3 separate regions of the Mus musculus genome follow, and regions 1 and 3 are each linked to region 2. A link is a contact called in public Hi-C and HiChIP or PLAC-seq data. All regions are on one chromosome and are shown on one strand. The core of a region is the stretch at or near the end of the contact, and the rest is flanking DNA. Distances in the headings are between cores, read along the strand shown.

Region 1 (4,634 bases), core at 372-2,871, 200 kb before region 2:
CCCAGCCCTGGGCAGTAGGTGGAGAGGCATCACCCCAAGGGTGACATGGGAGCAGATGCTCCACAGCTCCCAGCCCCTCAAGTCCATGCTCTCCCATACAAACTCTTTGTGGGAGTTGGACTCTCAGATGCAGGCGCTTTAACACTCACCTGCATTTCATAGCTAAAAAGTGTTGGGAGCAGAGCATGGCCTGGGCTCAGGCTTGGGAAGATCAGCCCAGGATTAGAGATTCCAGCTCCTGGGTCCCAGAGCTGTTGTGTCACAGCCTCCACTGGCGCTGTCTTGGGGGGGGGGGGTCGGGAGACTGCACCAAAGCAGATGTAACTGGACCTGCCCAGCTTCTGTTGTCAGCCGGCTCCATGCTTCTGCACTTTCTGGTGTTCACTGTGGGAATTGTATACGGGCAAGGGAGAAATCCCCCAGGCTCTGTTGCCAAGGGAACGGTGCTGTTAACATCTCCGCTCACCTTTGTATCCTCGGGAAGGAGGCCCACCCACTAGTCGAGAGCCTGTCTGCATGTACCCTTCTGGTTTCCAAGCACTGAGCACGCTCTGCCTAAGATGGTGTCTCTGGGTCTGCCCTGCTGTCTGAGCTGCCGTAGTCTCCTTGCTCACCTCTGTTTCCTACTTTATGGCTCCTTAGTCCTCCTGACTGTGTCTTCCCAGCCTGGCTGTTGAGGCAGCTCACTGTTTCCCTCAGAGTTAGTCTTGAGCAAGAGCACAGAGCTCACCTGTGTCCTCAGCCAAGGTCTGTGCTCATCACAGATGGCAGAAATGACGACAGAAGTCAAAGCCAGTGAGAAGAGGTAGCCAGGGCGAAGGACTCACCCACCCCAGGCCTCGCCCCGCACAGGCCCTAGGCATAGAGTCTCTAGCCTCTTTTGTGAGGCTAGGCTTGCGCTTTTTTTTTAAAAATAAATCATTCCATTCGTTTACATCTCAAATGATATCCCACTTCCCAGTTACCCATCTACATCCACCCTCTCCCCACTCCCCTTTGCCTCTATGAGGGTGCTCACCCATCACTCACCCTCTCCTGCCCCACTGCTCCAGCATCCCTGTACCCTGGGGCATCAAACCTCCACAGGACCAAGGGCCTCCCTTCCCATTGCTATCAGGTAAGGCCATCCTCTGCTACATATGTATCTGGAGTCATGAAGGCCAGACTTTTAAACCTTAATTCAGACCTTTAAACTACCAGAGCACTGGGTATGCTCTATTCAGACTCAAGAACAAAACACTTTCCAGAGCCAAGAGAGACAGCCTGGCTGCATTTGTTCCTGCAGATGCTCTGAGGGATGACGTGTTCGGATGCTCAAGTTTAACTTGAGGCTTTAGTATTTGCTCTGCACTAGTGATGAGGTCAGGTGCCGGGCCAAGGACTTGATGTAGAGAGTGCACTGGGTCCTTCCACTAGGAAGGCCATCCTCAGTTAGTCCCCATGGCAGGCAGGGAGGGATCCCTGTTGTCTCTTTCTGAAAGCTGAAGCAATGGAGCCCTGAGCTCTGGCAGCTTGCTTAGGAAGCCTGTGGTGGGATCGAAGCCCAGAAGAATCAGAGGCCTCTGTCCTGCTCTGACCTTCAGCCCATAAGACCATCAGCATTTGCCTTTCTTTGACCAGTTTAAAATGACAAAGGCTGAGGATGAGGCTCTGAGTTCTGATCCCCAGAAAAGCCAGGTGCAGGTGTAACTCTAGCGCTGGGAAACTGCCTCTAGTAGGATCCCAGGCTGAGCTTGCTGGCCAACCAGTCTAGCCAGCCGGTGAGCTTTAGGTTCAGTGAGAGAACCAATCTTAGAAAAGAAGGCGAGGGCCATGGAGAAAGACCATGTTCACACACACGCACATCACCACTCTGGGGTAGGGGAGTGTGGCTCAGCTGGAAGAGTGCTTGCTTGCTTGGGATGCATGGAACACTGAGTTCTGTCCCTCCAGCACCATATATACCAGGCATAGTAGCACAGAAGTTCAAAGGAGGTTGTCAGCTACATAGTGAGTTTGAGGCCAGTCTGGGATCAGGAACAAGACAAGAAAGAAAAACTTGGGAGTTGCAGTATTTTATAGCCCCTTGAGTGACCCCTGGACAGGTGGAAATCCTCCACTCCAGGGAATTTAAAATGGTATCTGCCACACTGTCCTAGCAGCACCCACTTCTCAAGCAGAGTATTAGTCACACAGTGGTCACCTCCCCTCCATTGCTGGAATCCCATCAGAGCATGCTGGCACAGTATATCCTATTCGTGAACCAGGCTTCTGTGACTCGGTGGGGCTGGGGGCCCTGTGCTACTCCCACTCACACTGTCTTTGCTTTCCAGGTCTTCTATCAGAAATCACCGATCCAGAGAGCTTCCTAAAGGACCTGTTGAACTCAGTCCCCTGACCATCCCCATGGAAATGAGATTGAAGCTAGCTTGCATTCTCCCCTCATTCATCTCTCCGTGTGCACTCATTTCCCCCACGGATGCTGCATTAGCACCCCCTCCTCCCTCAGTTTTCTCGGAGTGGTTTGGGGTCTGTAGGCTTCCTGTTCTATCACGTGTGTGTGTGTGCTGCGCAGGCTATGAAGTTGTCTGTAGCTCAAGCCATTGAAGGACCTATACGTACCTAGGAGCTGTGAGCTGTCCCGGCCAGCTTGAGTGTGTACATCTTGAAATAAATGAATGACTTAGTACACATTGGAAAGGGGTCTAGCTGCTGCTTGCCCAGTGCTTTCCAGTGAACTCACAGCCTTGCAGTGACACACCAGGAAGACTGCTGGAGTTGAATTGTGTTCTCTGGGGTCTGATGGTTTTTTTGTCCCTAGCCAAAAGAGGGCTCAGCAGAGCAGGCCCTGGTCAGCATCTACTTCAAAGGCCTTGAAAGCATTTGACAGTCTCCTGCTGGCTGCCAGGCAGAGAGGAGAGACTTCAGGGAAGGGTGAGAATAGTGAGAATAGCTGTGTCCACTGCTAGGGCTCTTCTGCCCACCGCCCTAGGAAGAGCCTGTGCATTGTTCTGCACCCCAAGTCGCCTGCTGAGACCTCAGTTGACAGGTGAGGCGCCTCTGAACTTAGTATCTGGACCTCTGAGACCTGCCCCCACCTCCTGGCTCCTGAGAGCCTTTCTCAGACTTCAGCAAAAGGCTGACCCAGTCACAGCCTGTCGGGAGGAAGAGCTGGCTAACTCCCATCAACCAAAGGCTTTGGTGACATCAGCCCCTCTGAATGTCTGGTTCACAAGGTTGCTCCCTGGACCAGACCATCTGGGCCTGTGATGCCTCTGGTCTCCTTTGGATGACTTCCACAACCAAGGCACCATGTTGCTTCCCCAGAGCCTTTGCAGCCAAAAGGCAAGAGTATTGTGCTTAGCTCTAACAGAGAGACAAAGGCAGTTTGTTTGGGTGCTGTCCCAAAGCCCTGGCAGGCCAGAGCACAAGCAACTGGGGGTTGAGTTAGCCCTGGAACTGCCAGGCAGGCTTCCCTTCCTGATGCAGCCTGGGGCCAGCCTGCCCTGGAGGAAAGACATAGCATCTCCTTGGAAGAGGGCTGCTTTCCCAGCTGCTTAGATTCTGCAGCTTTTTCTCATATAACTTGGGTTCAGCAAGTAAGGTGGGGACCTTGGCATTGTTCTTTTGGATCCCCCTACACATACTTGTCTGTCCTGCTGGACTCCAGAGAGGTAGTTTAGACATTGAGGGAGGGTCAGCCACTGTCCTGTCACTTAGTAAACTGGAGCAACTTCATGTGGGGCCGGGGCTGCCAGTGCAAGGGGACCACTGTAGGCCAAGGCATGTTTATGATCATCCATTACTAATGCGGCCCCATCAGAAGGCTGACCAAAGCCCCCAGAGCACGAGTCTCTCCGGACAAGAACCTGCTAGAGCCGAGCTTTTGGTTTTGAGTGAGCTTACAAAGTAGCAATAGCAGATAAAACATCATCAAACCAGGCACTCACAGTGTCCCACGGAGACAAAACACAACTCAGGGCTGGCTCCTGGCCATTCAGCTGCAGCTGCCTGGGGAAGCAACACCCAGTCAGCCGAGACGCCAGGCAGCACAGAGCGCTCTCACAGCTGACTATCTGGCTCTTCCTCTTCCTGGGCATTTTTAACATGGGCTCAGCAGTGATGACCTCTGTCGGAAGTAGTTTCCCTTCTTGAAGTTCTCAAAAGACTTTTAACACCCTCTGCTGCTTGCTGTGTGCCGTCTGGAGCCAGCCTGCCCCAGGACAGGGCCTTCTGCAGGACAGCTGACAGACATGCTTGTGTGTCTACAGTGGAGCCACCACCCTCTGCTCTGTTCAACTTGAGTAGCACTCCATCCCTTACCAATAAGAGTACACAAGACAAGTCCTCCAAGGATCTTGGGCCGAGCCCACGTTTGTCTTGATTCCCTTGTCAAGCCCAAGAGCACTTGCCAGTGCTTCTGCACCGTCCCAGAAAAGCTGCTAACACTGTAGCCCTGCAGGTCCGTGCTGCATCCTAGGGCTGGGCCTTGGCTGTGTCTGAATGGTAATGGAAAACAGGCTGGGCAGTGGACGTCGCCCCATACCTGCAACCCCTAGGCAGGAGCACTGGAGGACGTCAGACGAGCCAAGCTCTCCTTTCTGGAGCCACTCTGCTCAGCCACAGGACCCAAGGGATTGAGGCCAGCTGTTAGG
Region 2 (4,477 bases), core at 1,955-4,454:
TGCTTGGGGTGGCTAGGATGATGATGGCATTGCGATGGCCTTTGTCAGGATTCCTGTGGCCCAGGGGCTGTGGCCACCTCTGAGGGAGCCCTGAGCTCAGGTGACAGGGTCCCTGTGTTAGCCTGCGCTCACATGTTTGCCTCCAGTCATATGTGATCCTCAGTCTTATCCCTTTGACAACCATGCCAAATATACACAACAGTATGTTACTGGATATCATGAAATTACATTGTGTGTGTTTGTGAGTATGTATCTGTGTGTATGGCACCTGTGTAGAGGTTAGAGGATAATCATGGGCTTAGGTTCTCAGCTGCACTCCCCAACACACACACTCCCATGCCGCCATGTTTTCTTTGAGACACGTTCTCTAATTGTCCTGTGTAGTTACTTCCTGTTGCTGTGACAAACACCATGACCTAAGTGATTTGCAGAAGAGTTTATTTTGGCTTACATTTCCTAAGTGGGAGTCCATAATGGCGGTGAAGGCATGGCAGCAGGTTGGCCAGAACAGGCAGCTGAGAGCTCACATCCCTTACTACAAACACAAAGCCGAGAGATTGAAAGGGAAGGAGGGAAGGCTGTGGCTCTCAAAGCCTGCCTCCTGTGATGTGCATTCTCCAACAAAGCTGTACCACCTCCTTAATCAGCCCCGCTGACTGGCGACTCTCCAGGAGTGTCCAGGTTCAGTGTCACCCACATGGGGTTCTCTGTTCCCTGGTACAGTCCCTCCTAGATGCATCTCAGCCACCCTGGGCAGAGGATCATGGTGGAGATGCTAGTGATGTGTTTAAGTTAGCTAGGTGGCCATAGGGGCATGACAGAGATGGTCATGGATGCATTGAGTATGGTGTCGTTATTGATGAGGATGATAATGGTGCTGATGGTGATAATGGGGGTGATGCTGATGAGGGTGGTGATGATAGAATTATGGTGACAGCGGTGGTGATGGTGACAGCGCTGATGGTGACAGCGTTGGTGATGGTGGTTGTGATGGTTTGTATATGCTTGGCCCAGGGAGTGGCCCTATTTGGAGGAGTGGCCTTGTTGGAGTAGATGTGACCCTATTGAAGTAGGTGTGCCACTGTGGGTGTGGGGGCTTTAATAACCTCATCCTAGCTTCCTGGAAGTCAATATTCTGCTAGCAGCCTTCAGATAGAGATGTAGAACTCTCAGCTACTCTAGCGCCATGCCTGCTTGGACACTGCCATGTTCTCACCTTGAACATGGACGGAACCTCTGAACCTGTAAGTCAGCCCCAATCAAATGTTGTCCTTATAGGAGTTGCTTTGGTCACGGTGTCTGCTCACAGCAGTGAAACCCTAGCTGAGACAGTGGTCATGGTGACATCCAGGATGAATTTTTCCAATCCTTACTTTCCCTTCACTGAAGTGGAAACTTAAGGGTTCTTTGGAAAGTCAGTTGGATGGTGTTTGCCTGGAGCAAACACGGGAAGGAACGTTTAGCTGAAGTGGATGTAGGTGAAAGGCTAAGGCAGACTTGTGAAGGAATGTTTGGCTAAAGTAGACACAGGAGAGAGGATGTTCTGCTAAAACAAGCATGTGAAAGGACCCATGATGAAGGATTCTTTGCTAACAACACACATGTATCGGTCTGCCTTACATCGCATAGTTGAGCTGCATTTGTCAGGACTCCATAGAGGGAAACTCTTCTGGTGGTGTGCTGCAGTTTTTTGCTGCTTCTGCGGACTTGGGCTGATTGGCAGAGGGAATGTCAGCTGAGACAGACGCATGTGCTGAAGCAAGACCCATGCTGAGGCAAGACCTGTGGAGGACACAGTGATGTTTGGAGAGAGTATAAAAGGACTTGACGGATGGTGACGAAGGCTGAGCTTGGCTTGCTTCTAGAACCAGCTGTGCAATGCTTGGATCTCAAGTCTTTGCTGATCTTCACTTCCCAGAGAGAGGCACAGCCCAAAACTTTTCCTGGTGTCCCTCTTGCTGCTGACTTGTGCCAAGGCTGAGGCCTGGCTGTCTCTGCTAGGTAGTGTCACCACTGCTGATTCGTGTTTGCTATCCCGACTCTACCGAACTGGACTGTTCTGTATCCATGAAGTGTTTGCGAGTGGATCGAGCTGCTGCTGTCTGCTGATCTGAACTGCAGATCTCCAGACAGCACAGGAGGGAGTTGCTCAAAACAAAACAAAACAAAACAAAACAAAAACCACATTTCTAAACAGGTCCACTTGCCTCGCATCCTTTTTTTCCCACTACCTCTGGTGGGTGGTGGGCTACAAGGAAGGGTAAAGCATTTAAGAACCATCATTAAAAATAGGTTTGGAAAAATGAAAGTTACAGTTCACAATTTCATACATGCATACAATGTACTTTGACCCTATTCACCCCCCACTGTCATCCTATCCCTTCTCCTGATCACCCTCTTCTTCCCAGCCCGCCCCCCACTTACTCAACCAAAGGGAAGAAGGGAGCCAGGTTTGGGGGAAGGGAGAGCTTTGGGCTAGACAATTGGGTCCTGGGATAGGGCTCATCCCAGCTCCTCTCCAGACTCAGTGACCTGTCTGTCACAGGGGTGGTGTATTTGGTCACCTTCCTTGTTACTAGGGCATAATACCTGGTAAGACATGACTTAAATGGGAGAAGGCCTTATTTGGTTCATGGTTTAGTTCATGAGGTGCAGTCTATCATGGTGGGGAAGGCATGTGGGCAGAGTGAGTTGGCCGGTTGTCGGCTCTTTGCCAGCAGGTCCAGGAGAGAGGAGAGAACCCGGTCCAGCCTGGTCTGTCTGGGGCTGAGTGGGATGGCCCAGGCAGGGAGTCTTGTCAAAGAAGGACCTCACTTTACTAAACTGGGCACTTACTTATATAGAGAAGTCAATAAGGTAGGGATAGGGGTATGGGGTGAGATGACCTATGGGGTGGAGTGAGGTGATGAGGGGGTGCGAGGTGATCTCACGGGGCCTATAAGAAATTGACACATCAGTGGTAGCTAGGCAGAGGCAGTCTCATTCCGGCCGGTAGGTCATGCTGAGTCATTCTCAAAGAGGAGGAGAATGACAGGTCTCAAAAATTGAGCCAGGCTTTGGTTTGTCCTCAAGGCCCAAACCAAGGCCAAATAGGGCCCAACATGGGTCACGTGGCATCTGTAGTCAGAACCCAGTGAGAGACGGGTCCAAGGTCCCAGGCCACAGGATAATGCGGTCCACAGGATGGCGCCACCCACAGGGTAGTACCGCCCACAGGATGGCTCCGCCTACAGGGTAATACCACCCACAGGATGGCTCCGCCCATAGGGTAGTACCACCCACAGGATGGCTCCGCCCACAGGGTACTGCCACCCACAGGATGGTGCCGCCCACAGGGTGAGTCTTCCCAGGTCACTTAAATGTCTCTAGAGACCTGTCCAAAAGGATGTTTTCATTATTTCCAAACCGGTCGCGTTGATAACGAGGACAAACCATTCCAGGCTTGCTGGACCAGCCTGTCTGCAGTGTTCAGTGAGAGCCCTGAATATGGGTATCTACTTCTGTGGCCTCACATGTTCTTTGCCCCGGGGCCTCCATACTTCCAAGCCACTTCACCCAACTGCCAGCCTCGTTATCTGTGCCAGCCAGTCCTCGCCCACAGGGAGGGTGGTACTCAGCCTGAGAACGTGAAGCAGAATTAGAATTTGAGGGATGTGTTTTGAGTGAAATCCCATGATCTCTTTACCTAGTCAGCGCTGGACTTGAAACCTCAGTTTCCCCAGTTATGAACCCTGAAGGGAGGAGCTCTTCCCAGGTTGCTCTAAAGACGAAACCTATTAGAGGCCACAGGGCAGGGATGTTCCTGCAACTCCCACTGGTTCTCAGGGTCATGCCTTGGCCTCTGGGGTCCTTCAGAAATGGATCCCATTGGACCCCATGTGTTCTCTGAAGGGCAGTCCCAGAAGCTGACAGCAGATGGCGATGTTGGTCTCATTCTTGGGCCTCTCAGGTTCCCTTCTCCAGGGACTGGAGAGCTGGGACAGATGGACAGGCAGACAGACACTCGATATGCACACAAAACATGGAGACACATGGAAGAGCACAAAGCTGTTTTATATTAAAGTGTCATGCAAATGTGCAGCCTAGTTAGGTTCTAGTACCTCATGTGTTTTTACATGTCATGGGTGTCATGGCCTCTGTCAAACTTGACATGTGTGTGAGACAGAAAGCAAGAGCAGAGATGAGCACAGGGCAGCTGTGTTGGTTTGGGCACATGGGTGCCTGAGTCTGTGCCTGTGTGCATAGGAGGCTGCGGGATTGTGAGGGGATGGGTGTGTAAGGACTCTTGTGCCTCAGCCGTGTGTGGAGAGATATGTGGATGGATGCCTGTGTGTGCACATGCATGCAGCTTATGTGTGTGCATATATTTATGTTTATATTTGTGTTTCCTGTGTGTTTGTGTGCATGTACACGTGTGCGTTTATCACAACCCTTTCTTAGAGAATGACGGGAATCAAGACCAAGGGACTGAATAGGA
Region 3 (4,514 bases), core at 748-3,247, 170 kb after region 2:
GGAAATACATAGATGAATTTGCTGTCATAAGTGGAGAGGGCAGAGTTCTTTCTCTGCAGGTGCCTTCTGGATAACGTCTGGATATCCCACCTGTGACAGTAGTGATGGAGATGCAGGAAGTCATCTGTCTGAACAGTGATCCAGAGAGAGAAGAACAGGCCTGGTGGGCACTGGTGAGCTGTGGTGGAGCTGAGAGGATGCTGGGAAAATGGTGAGCTATGGTTTGGGTATGGTTTAAGGATATCTGTCAGATTACCTGGCTGGAAGCATGCTCTCTACCTCAGCTAGGTGATGGCCTCTTTCAGAGGCGGGGCCTAATGGGAGATGGGCTCTTTAAGGGGAGGGGCCTAGTGGGAGGTGGGCTCTTTGAGGGGCGGGGCCTAACGGGAGGCAGTTAGGTCAGGGGCTCTGCCCACTGCAGAGGTCCACTAGGGTTTCTCAGGACCCTGGTTAGTTCCCGCAAGAGAGGTGGCTGGGAAGCCATGAACCTGCCCTTGAGTCTTTCTGGCCTCCTCTCCTGCCAGGTGCCTTCTCCCAGTCCCTTGGCTCCCACCATGCTGCCTTGCTATGTTCCGATGCAGCCAGGCCCCACTCCAGACGCTGGCACCACGCTCTAAAGTCTCCAGACTGTGAATTAGAGAATCCTCTTTTCTTCATAACACACCACCAACTAGGCATCTTGTTACAGCCACAGAAATCAGACCGAGATACGGCGGGCGGGCGGGCGGGCGGGCGCTCCGGTGTCGCGCTGGGCTTGGCAGCCATATGCACTCCCTGCCCAGCTCCCAGAGTAAAAGCCTGCGATCTCCCCACAGCTCGTGGATGTCTGCCCTGGCACACAAAGTCGGCTGCGGCTGGGAACCGGCACGGAGCTTTAAGATTCGAGGCACACATTTGTATTTATTTTAGGTTGATGAGAAGTTGAATGATGAAGGTTTAATCCTAGACTCACAGAATCATCGTGGGTGCGGGTGCCTTGTGCCCAGGAGGGATTTGGAGTGGGTACCGCAGACGCGCGGGGTGGGGGGGAAAGTCACACTACCCTCCCACATCCAACCAGCTCTCCTCACCCCCACCTTTCTCGTCTGCAGTAAGGATGGAACAGAGCCTCCTCCCCGCATGCTGTGGGGGAGGACTCTGAGATGCTGTGTGTCACAGAGCCCGACCCTGTTGTTCTTATTTTTGAGTCAGGGTCTCTCGTAGCCCAGGTTATCCTTAAATCAACTTGTAGCCGAGGATGACCTTGAACTTGTAATCCTCCTGCCTCCCGAGTGTTGGGGTGACACTCTTGGTTTGGAAGGCACTGGGATTGAACCCAGGCCTTGCACATGCTCAGCAAGCACTCTGCCAACTTAAACCACGCTCCCAGCTCCATCCACTGCTCAATTCTTAAGTTCAGAGCGAGGAGGCCCAAGAGATGATAGGTGATAGGTGAGAAAAAGTGCGGCTCAAGGCCGGATGCGGAGAAGGCTCAGCACTTCGCGCTGTTCACAGGAGGAGGGGCGGACGGAAGAGCTGGAAGCCTTGAGCCGGGCTGTCTGCAGAAGCCCTCTTCCCCTGAACCAATCTGTAATGAATGGCTTGTGGCCATGTCTCCTTGGGACAGACCTGCTAAACCTGTATGGGAAGCTGCAGTGGGCCGGGCCCGCGACAGGCTGCAGCCTCTCTCGGCCCTTTTGTCCCCCAGCTCCTGTGGGAGGGGGTTGGTGGTGCATCCCACCGTGGCCCAGCCCTTCCCTGCGGCCAGCCACCCTTGGCTGTCTAGGCTGTCATTTGTGGCTACTGACGGTTGTTCCGGGTGTGGTGTCCTGCCAAAGGGGTGTCGGGGGAGTCTCTGAGACAAGGGGTGCAGCCAGCTCCAGGCTGAGCAGGAGGATGGATCCTGCAGCCAGGCAGCCTCCCCTCCCTGCCTGAGGCCCCTGAGGCGATGCCACGGAAGCCAGCCCGGAGTTCCGGGAGCCAGGCGTCTCTACCCTGGCTGCTGACTTTGGCAAAAAGGGAACCCTCCTCCTGCCTTAGGGAGACGGGACTTGGAGTGGGAGGAGGAGACGGAGGCAATCTAGTTACTAACGCACCGTGCAATACAGTAAATATTCTGCTGACGGTTCCGAACCTAGAAAACAATCCCCAGCCCTCCGGTAATAACAATAAAGACCATAATGCAGGAATGAGGACCTTCCGGACGCCTCTTTCTTCTTTGGTAAAATTTTATGCACATAGAAAATGAAGGCAGCTCCCTGTCCCCAATGGTTCTTCAGGACTCCCCACAACCTACCTTCCCTTCCACACCCGAGCACCAGTCTTGGGCTAGGGCACCTCCCTGTGTTTGCATGAGGTCACAACAGTCCCGGGGTTGTTACCCACCTGAGCTCTCTTCCATCCCATCCTCCAGCCTGTCTTCCAGCACCCCACATTCACACGTGGCTTCAAAAAAAAACCCGTCTGGAGTTTTCCATTAAATCTGGGAGTCGATAGGGAAGGAATGACCTGGCTACTTCAATTAAATTTTTTTCCCTTTCAAATCATGAGGTTCTATTTCCTTGGGAGGGGGTGGCGTCTTGCAGGGTGCTGTGGCATCGGAACGGAGGGCTAAGTTTGAATGTTCTCCCTCGATAGCAGATAGGGCCAGCATGGAAAATTACCCCTATCAGCCGGTGCGGAGGGGAAGGCGAGGCCTGGCCAGCATACCAAGAGCCCGCCAGCCCTTATCATAATCCCAGGAGACAGCCACCCCCCCAACCCCCATCAGTCACCTCTGCTGTTCCAGGCAAGTGTCACACCAGCTTCCCTGCTGAAGGAGCCAGATAGCACGGAGTAGGGCTGGCGCAGCGGGCATAATAAGAAGTGAAAATCGCTCCCAAGGAAAGTTTCTCAGGAATTAACTTTGGATGGGTGAAGAAGGTGACAAGGGGGTGGGTGAGCAGGAGGACCTGGGCGGGAGTCAAGAGGGTGCTCTTCAGGCTGAGGACAGAGGGCCTCGGGGACTGCATAGCTCTGGTGGGAAGTGTGTGTGTGTGTGTGTAGTATGTGTAATGTGTGGTGTGTGTGTAGTGTGTGTATGTGTAATGTGTGGTGTGCTGTGGTGTGTGTGGGGGGTATGGGTGGGGTGTGTGTGTAGTGTGTGTTGTGGTATGGTATGTGCAGTGTGTATCTGCATGTGTATGTGTATGGTATGGTATTGTGTGTGTTGATTGTGTGTGTGTCTGCATATGTATGTGGTGTGGTATTGTGTGTGTTGATTTTATGTGTATTGTGTGTGTTGTATTGTGTGTTTTGTGAGTGTGTGTGTGGTGTGTGCATGTGTGTGTGGCATGCTGTGTATATGTTGTGCATCTGTGTTGTGGTATGTGGTATGCTGTGGTGTGTGTTGTTTGTGTGTATGGTGTGTGTGTGTGTGGTATTGTATGCATGTCTGTGTGTATGTCTCTGTGGTGTGAATGTGTCTGTAAATGGAGGCTCAATGGCTGGGAAAAGCTCAGAGACCCTGAGATGCTCAAGAGGAGGTGCCCGAGTTCTTCTGTTGGGTCCTGACGTCCCAAGCAGCTGCCCAGCTTTGGCTCCCAGAGGCCTGGCTTGAGGGAGCCTCTACCCCTGCCATCTGGGGCTCGTTACCTCCCTTCTCCTGTGGTCCCCACTCCTGTGCAGAAGCCCCTTAGTCTGCCACACCCTCTAACCCACCCTCACTCTTGCCATGTGCCTATTTCAAGCTCTGGGGGCCCAGTGTGGAAGAGGGAGGACCTGATATCCTCAGAGCCAGGGCAGACCAAAGTACTTACCTACCCAGGTAAGGCACAAGGGCAGGAACAGGACAGATGGACACAGAAAGCACGGGACGTTCCAGGGAACACGAAAGCTGCCGTTTGTGGTAGCTCGAGCCGGAGGGCAGTTCATGGAGAGGATGAGGTGGGGGTGGGGGTGAGGGTGGGGGGTTACGAGTTCAAAGACAACCTAGACTTTTTCTCAAAGGGAACAGGCAACCCGCGCCTGGGTTTCAGCTGTGAGAACTTGGCTGATCTCAACCCCCAACTCCATTCTGTTTGTTTGTCTTTTGAGACAGGGTCTCACTCTTTAGCCCTGGCTGTCCTGGAGTTTGCTATGTAGACCAGGCTAGCCTCAGACTCCCAGAGGGTCACTTGCCTCTGCCTCCTGAAGGCTGAGATTAAGTCCCCAGGGGCTGCTCTATTGTGAAGATCACCCTAGCTCCCCGCAGCCTTTACCATCAGCCTGGGTACTCCGAAGCCAGCAAGGATCCGTCTGCAGCACCGGGAAGGGTTCCCAAGGAGAGGAGGGTCTGCAGTGAGTCCTCTGGCTTGCTGCTTACTGGTTCCCCCATGAGGTCTTGCCCACCTGCCTCAGTTTCTTCATTCACAGATTCAGTATGATGATAGACGGTGACGGCTTTGCACAGGGTTGTCCAGAATTAAATGGGTTACTATGGAACATTCTGGAACTTCAGTCGGCAGCAGCCGTTTGTCCTTCTGGAGGTTAAGGTGAGGGATGGGGGAGGAGCTTTG

The links. Hi-C and Micro-C count contacts between places; a contact is called where the count stands out from the background. HiChIP or PLAC-seq counts read pairs in DNA pulled down with a chosen protein or histone mark.
Region 1: a contact with region 2 is called in an H3K27ac HiChIP or PLAC-seq map of embryonic stem cells, with 4 times the contacts expected there. The contact joins two enhancer-like sites. A contact is called at or near these places in 1 of 15 datasets of contacts at CTCF or cohesin (embryonic stem cells), 9 of 484 Hi-C or Micro-C datasets (3T3-L1-derived adipocytes, brain, embryonic stem cells and 2 more), 2 of 115 datasets of contacts at active chromatin or transcription factors (embryonic stem cells and kidney) and 2 of 9 other capture datasets (embryonic stem cells and liver).
Region 3: a Hi-C map of muscle stem cells shows a contact between it and region 2, with 3 times the contacts expected there. The contact joins two enhancer-like sites. A contact is called at or near these places in 1 of 39 promoter capture datasets (hippocampal neurons), 8 of 15 datasets of contacts at CTCF or cohesin (the NIH/3T3 cell line, embryonic stem cells, hippocampal excitatory neurons and 3 more), 237 of 484 Hi-C or Micro-C datasets (2-cell-like embryonic stem cells, 3T3-L1-derived adipocytes, the 63-12 cell line and 120 more), 35 of 115 datasets of contacts at active chromatin or transcription factors (the 230-238 cell line, CD4 single positive thymocytes, PVALB interneurons and 19 more) and 2 of 9 other capture datasets (embryonic tail and pancreatic islet).

What each region holds. Positions count from the first base shown.
Region 1 is chr4:139,486,855-139,491,488 of GRCm38.p6, forward strand. It overlaps Ubr4 (ubiquitin protein ligase E3 component n-recognin 4), which reads left to right. Exons shown (of 106, transcript NM_001160319.1): 106 at 2,313-2,679. The coding sequence ends at 2,377. Among named protein-coding and RNA genes, the nearest start is that of n-TVaac1, 59 kb to the left of the region's middle. Within about 2 kb of position 1,622, at least 20 of the 459 cell types and tissues checked have an H3K27ac peak or open chromatin away from gene starts, as enhancers often do. A contact at or near this core is called in embryonic stem cells, where this site is marked.
Region 2 is chr4:139,680,902-139,685,378 of GRCm38.p6, forward strand. No RefSeq gene overlaps it. Among named protein-coding and RNA genes, the nearest start is that of Tas1r2, 30 kb to the left of the region's middle. Within about 2 kb of position 3,205, at least 15 of the 459 cell types and tissues checked have an H3K27ac peak or open chromatin away from gene starts, as enhancers often do. A contact at or near this core is called in embryonic stem cells and muscle stem cells, where this site is marked.
Region 3 is chr4:139,850,559-139,855,072 of GRCm38.p6, forward strand. It overlaps Gm46873 (a long non-coding RNA gene), which reads left to right. Exons shown (of 3, transcript XR_001784470.2): 2 at 60-211; 3 at 816-2,362. Among named protein-coding and RNA genes, the nearest start is that of Gm46873, 19 kb to the left of the region's middle. Within about 2 kb of position 1,998, at least 10 of the 459 cell types and tissues checked have an H3K27ac peak or open chromatin away from gene starts, as enhancers often do. A contact at or near this core is called in muscle stem cells, where this site is marked.